Linked DNA regions of Ovis aries: region 2 is linked to region 1. The links are chromatin contacts, called in public Hi-C maps. All regions are on one chromosome and are shown on one strand. Each heading gives the region's core, a stretch centred on a gene start, on an enhancer-like site or on the middle of the called end of the contact. The rest is flanking DNA. Distances are from core to core; before and after follow the strand shown.

Region 1 (2,714 bases), core at 124-2,623:
ACATGCTTCTTTAACCTCATCTCTCAATACCGCACCTTCACAATGAAAAAGTCAGGTGGACAATCACGTGATGCAGTATTCTGGCCGGGCTCCTGACGCAGAAGAAACATACTGGGGAAAAAACGAAGAAACTCTGAACAAGCTGTGGACTCCAGTTAACAGTAACGTGTCTGTACCGTTAATCAATTGTAGCAAACGCAGCAACCACATAATATGTTAGTAACAAAGGAGATACTAACATGTCAATCATAAAGGAAATTGTGCTGTGTGTGGTGATGGCATGAGGTACCCCTTTACTCTTTGCAGCAAACCAGAAACTTTTTAAGTCTGTTAACAAAGAAAGTGAGGCAGGGGCTGCTGTGATGACCGCAAGGGTCAAGAGCCCCTCCTCTAGAGGGGGATCACACCTCCTAATGCGGCGGTGGGTGGCTCTGGTTCTTTGGGGAAAGGGTCCCGGGGTGGCCATGCCTAGCCTGCTTATGGCCCGTCCCTCGCTTTAAGGTGAAACTCGCAGCTCCCGCCCGCCCTTCCAGGATCCTGAGTATGCTCCCAGAAGACCAGGAGCCTGGTCTTCCAGACACCGCGGTCGACGATGGAGATCAAGGGGGCACGAGGGCCAGGCGGTTCTCACCGACGAGAGCCGAGTACCTTCTGGAGGAGCTGCATGGGCTCCTCTGGGTGCAGGAGCCACCTGGTGGAAGGCCTGCGGGCTGAGCAGGTGGACACCTGGGTCCAACCCTGGCTCCTTCGCGCCCAGGCTGTGCGGCGTCAGCACTGACGCCCCTCTACGACGCCGCCCCATACCGCTGCTAAGACCTAGTAAGACGACACGAGGCGAGCAGGCGGTTCGCACCGCCACAAGCCCACTCTGGACGGCGGGCCCCGGAAGTCAGACAAGGACAGCGGGCTCTGCTCAGCGCGTGATCCGCGGTCAGCCTCCCGGGCTGGTGGAGCCGGGCGCCCGCTTTCCGGAGCCGCCGAGTCCCGCCTGGCCTTCGCCCCGCTTCCTAGCCGGCGGCGCGTTCCACGCACCCCAACTCCCCTGGCCTCGGGGCAGCCCTGGGCCCGTCTCACAGGTGAGGGCACTGAAGGCCGGACCGCGTTTCCAGCGGGCTCCTTGTTCAGTCAGGGTTGGGACTTGCCCACGGCGGCGGCGTGCGGACGCGGGACTCCCCGGCAGCCTGCGAGCTTCGCCGGCCGGAAGCCCGTCTTGACTCCAGACCCCTCTTAAGCCCTTTACCCGGGTCGCGGCCGCTGCGGGCACGTGCCCCGGCGTCGGCGCGCCCCGGGGGGACCGGACGCCCTGGGATTGGCCCATCCCTGCCACGGGGACGGGAACCTCTCCTCTAGATCCCCGACTTTCGCGTGAATCTCGCTTGCTCGCGAGACTGCTGTCCAATTGGTGACTTGAAGCCCCACAATGCATCGGGCGGGGCGGATGTGTGTCTTCGCGCGCCGCTCGCGTCATCTTTCTGAGCCCGCCTGCGGTTTGCGGTCCTTCTCACCCGGAAACGTTGTCTCGGCTTACTGGTTTCTGGCGAATGGGACGAGTTTCTCAAAACTTACGGGCCTCCCGTGGCCGTCCCTGCCCGGGCCCTAAAGGCCTTGTTTCCGCGACCTCCTCCGAAGCCGTGGCTTCCGCCCTCGGTTTTGTCTTGGCCTGGCTCTCGCTCCAAGCCCTGATTTGACATTCCTCTTTCTATCTAGGGATACTTAAGCCGGGGTCTTTTATTGGACTTTCTGGGATTCCCTTCAGATTATATGGCGGATAGGCCGTGTAGGAAATGGCAATCCACTCCAGTATTCCTGCCTGGAGAATCTCATGGACAGAGGAGCCCGGCGGGCTACAGTCCATGGGGTCTCAAAGAGTCGGACACGGCTGGGAGCTCCTATGGATTGTTAGTGGGCGGGGGACTTCATCAGGTTTATATGCTAAGAACCCTCGCAGGACTAACGGGGCCCCACTTAGTCCATCCGTTGGCTTTTTTTTTTTCCTCAGCATAGAATCTGGCACAGATGTTCAGAGGTGCTTATTAGAGGGAAGAGACTATCCTAACATTATTTCTCCCAGTTACCCTGTGCACACGCCTCAGTCTACTCCAAAGGAACACTTGGAATTACTGTACACAACTTTTGATTGCACAAGTGCCTGGTGGAGTTAGGCTCTTCTTTCTGGCGGATGGTTTCAACCGTTCATTCTTCCATCCGACTTTGATTGAGCTTGTAAACCAGCCAGTCTATGGGTAGAGCACAGCGCTAGACGCTGGAGGCACGGTGGTGAACAAGACGGGCTCAGGCTCTGTACCCATTGAGCTCACTGTCTATGGGAGAGGTTAGACCTGAGGGATAGGTCTTGAGTGCCTCTGGATGGGTCACCAGGGAGATATGAGACTGAAGGATAAATAGCTAATAACAGAAGCAGAAGATATTAAGAAGAGGTGGCAAGAATACATGGAAGAACTGTACAAAAAAGATCTTCACGACCCAGATAGTCATGATGATGTGATCACTAATCTAGAGCCAGACATCTTGGAATGTGAAGTCAAGTGGGCCTTAGAAAGCATCACTAGGAACAAAGCTAGTGGAGGTGATGGAATTCCAGTTGAGCTGTCTCAAGTCCTGAAAGATGATGCTGTGAACGTGCTGCACTCAATATGCCAGCAAATGTGGAAAACTCAGCAGTGGCCACAGGACTGGAAAAGGTCAGTTTTCAT
Region 2 (2,714 bases), core at 99-2,598, 110 kb before region 1:
AAGTCCCAGAATTCCAGACTAGGGCCTGCAGTGCCTTGAAAGATGCAGTTTTAAAACAAACCCAAAGTAGGTAACAGGGAAGCCACCGGCGCAGACGGTAAAGAATCCTCTTGCAATGCAGGAGGCCTGGGTTCGAGAAGATCCCCTGGAGGAGGGCATGGCAACCTACTCCAGTATTCGTCCCTGGAGAATCCCCCTGGACAGAGGAGCCTGGCGGGCTACCGTCGCAGAGTTGGACACGACTGAGCGACTAAGCACAGCACAAAGTAGGTACAAAGGCTCAAAGAACTAAGCAAAGGCCGGGAGAATTCGGGACTGTGTCCCCTTTTAACATTCCCCGCGCCACCGCTCCCCCTGCCTTGGGCGCAATCGGGCCTAAGGACAGGACGAGTCCCCATACTGGAGTGGCGGGGGAATGGTGGTTTGTTCCAGGGCCCACCTCTGGTTCAGAACCAGCCGAACAGACCCACGAGGCTCTGGAGTTCCCCTCTGCTCCCCCTGCACACACGCTGGTCACCCCTCGCTCACAGACCTCTGCGCCCCACAACCAGGCTGGGGCTCTGAGCCTCCGCGTTAACGAGGCTCTGGCAGGCACTTGTTGCCCGAATTCCTAGGGCCCTGAACCTATAACCGCTGCCCCTGGCAGAGATGCGCCCTAGACCCTCTAATCGCTGCCCGGACCCCCCCAAACCCCTAACCATGGACCTGAGCCTGCGATCAATGCCCCAAGCATATACCTGTGACACGGGACTGGACCCCTCACCCCGGCTTTGATCCCCTAAGCGCGGCCTCAAGGCTCGAAACCTAGCCCCAGGCCCATAGTCGGGGGGTCCCGATGCTGGGGGGATCCGGAGCGCACACTATCTGGGGACACGCTTTAACCACCGAGAGTTTACTTTTCTGGACTTCCCAGAGCTGCTGGCACGGGCGATCAGCCCCCGGGGCCTGGACAGAGGTTTGGGTCGGGGGAGCGTTAGGCCGACGCGCGCCAAGCGGGGTTGGCGGGCCAGCGGTGTGAGGCCGGCGGGGCGCAGAACGCCGCGCGCCGGGGCAGGTAGGGCTGGGAACGGCGGCACCGGAAGGCGCGAGACCCGCCGGAACGCTCCGGATAGCGCAGGCGCACTGCGGCGGGCGCGGGCACGCTTGGCACGCAGGCGCCCTGAGGCGTGGGAGCGCGCGGCGCGGCCCCGAGGAGGGGGCGGGCGGCCTCCAGTGCGCAGGCGCAGGCGCGCGGCCGCTCCGGCGGTTGGGGAGGGTTCTTCCGGAAGGTTCGGGAGGCTTCTGGAAAAGGCGCCGCGCGCTGGGCGGGCCCGCCTCTATATAAGGGCGGCGCGGGGGCGGCGCGCCAGTTGCCTCTGCGTCCCGGTGCTGCGTCGCTGCGGAGCCCGTGCTAGTCCTTCAGCCAAGGTGAGGGGAGGCGGTTGTAGGGGGACGCGGGGATCCACGGGCGGGTGGGCGGCGGCGAGGGCAGCCCCCGGAGCCCCCTGAGGCCGGCGGGCCCGGGGCGGCCGTGATTAACCCGGTAGGCCTCGGGCCTGCGGCGGTCTCCCGTCCCCTCCCCCCCGCCCTCCCCCCGCCGTCGGGAGCGAGTGGGCCCCGGGGCTCCGGGGTCGTGCGGGATGGTGAGGGCCGGGGTCTGCGGCCCCGGAGGGGGGTCCCCGGGCCGCGGGTGGGGGCGCCCGGGCCGAGCGGCGGCCGTGCGGCCGGCGTGGGCGGCGGCGGCAGCGGCGGCGCCCGGCCCCCGGAATGAGGTCATCCTTTGTCAGCCGGCGCCTCCCGCGCGCCCCGGTCTCGGGAGCGGGAGCGAGACGCGGCGGGGAGGGGTCCGGCCGGTGGCCTCACGGGCTCCGCGTTCCCCGGCAGATGCCCGAGGAGACCCAGGCCCAGGACCAGCCGATGGAGGAGGAGGAGGTGGAGACGTTCGCCTTCCAGGCGGAAATTGCCCAGTTGATGTCATTGATCATCAACACTTTCTACTCGAATAAAGAGATTTTCCTGAGGGAGCTGATTTCAAACTCGTCAGACGTAAGTCTCATTGCGGAGTGGGGTGTTTGTGTGAAAGGGCACTGTTTTAGGGGGGAAGTTGCGTGTCATCACGTGTCTTTTTTTAAATAGGCCCTGGACAAGATCAGGTATGAGAGCTTGACCGATCCCAGTAAATTAGACTCGGGGAAAGAGCTGCACATTAATCTCATACCGAACAAGCAAGATCGAACCCTCACCATCGTGGACACCGGCATTGGGATGACCAAGGCCGATTTGATTAATAATCTGGGCACCATCGCCAAGTCTGGGACCAAAGCGTTCATGGAGGCTTTGCAGGCTGGCGCTGATATCTCCATGATTGGCCAGTTTGGTGTCGGGTTTTATTCAGCCTATTTGGTGGCTGAGAAAGTGACCGTCATCACCAAACATAACGATGATGAGCAGTATGCCTGGGAGTCTTCTGCAGGAGGGTCCTTCACAGTGAGGACTGACACAGGTAGGCACCCGAGAACAGGGTGGGGTGCTTTAGGCACTGGAGCCCCAAAGAAGGGGTGAAGTTTGTGTGTAGCGTTTAAAAACCTGTTTGCCTGGAGGGTGATAGCATGCACATGCACTTGTGGTTGGTTATCTTGGGCAAGGCCCTTAACTGCCCTGAGACTCTGCCCAGTTGTAGTAACCACAAGCTTCTGCTTCATAGACTTTTCGGATAACTGTCCTAGAGAGCGAAA

What was found. A called contact is a pair of places that touch in the nucleus more often than the background predicts.
Region 2: a Hi-C map of blood shows a contact between it and region 1, with 2.2 times the contacts expected there. The contact joins the promoter of HSP90AA1 here to the enhancer-like site in region 1. A contact is called at or near these places in 2 of 16 Hi-C or Micro-C datasets (both in blood).

What each region holds. Positions count from the first base shown.
Region 1 is chr18:64,464,535-64,467,248 of ARS-UI_Ramb_v3.0, reverse strand. LOC121817135 (a long non-coding RNA gene) reads left to right here. Exons shown (of 3, transcript XR_009597298.1): 2 at 1-2,714. Among named protein-coding and RNA genes, the nearest start is that of DYNC1H1, 18 kb to the left of the region's middle. Within about 2 kb of position 1,373, at least 48 of the 54 cell types and tissues checked have an H3K27ac peak or open chromatin away from gene starts, as enhancers often do.
Region 2 is chr18:64,575,439-64,578,152 of ARS-UI_Ramb_v3.0, reverse strand. It overlaps HSP90AA1 (heat shock protein 90 alpha family class A member 1), which reads left to right and starts at 1,348. Exons shown (of 10, transcript XM_060401941.1): 1 at 1,348-1,407; 2 at 1,864-2,025; 3 at 2,116-2,482. The coding sequence starts at 1,864.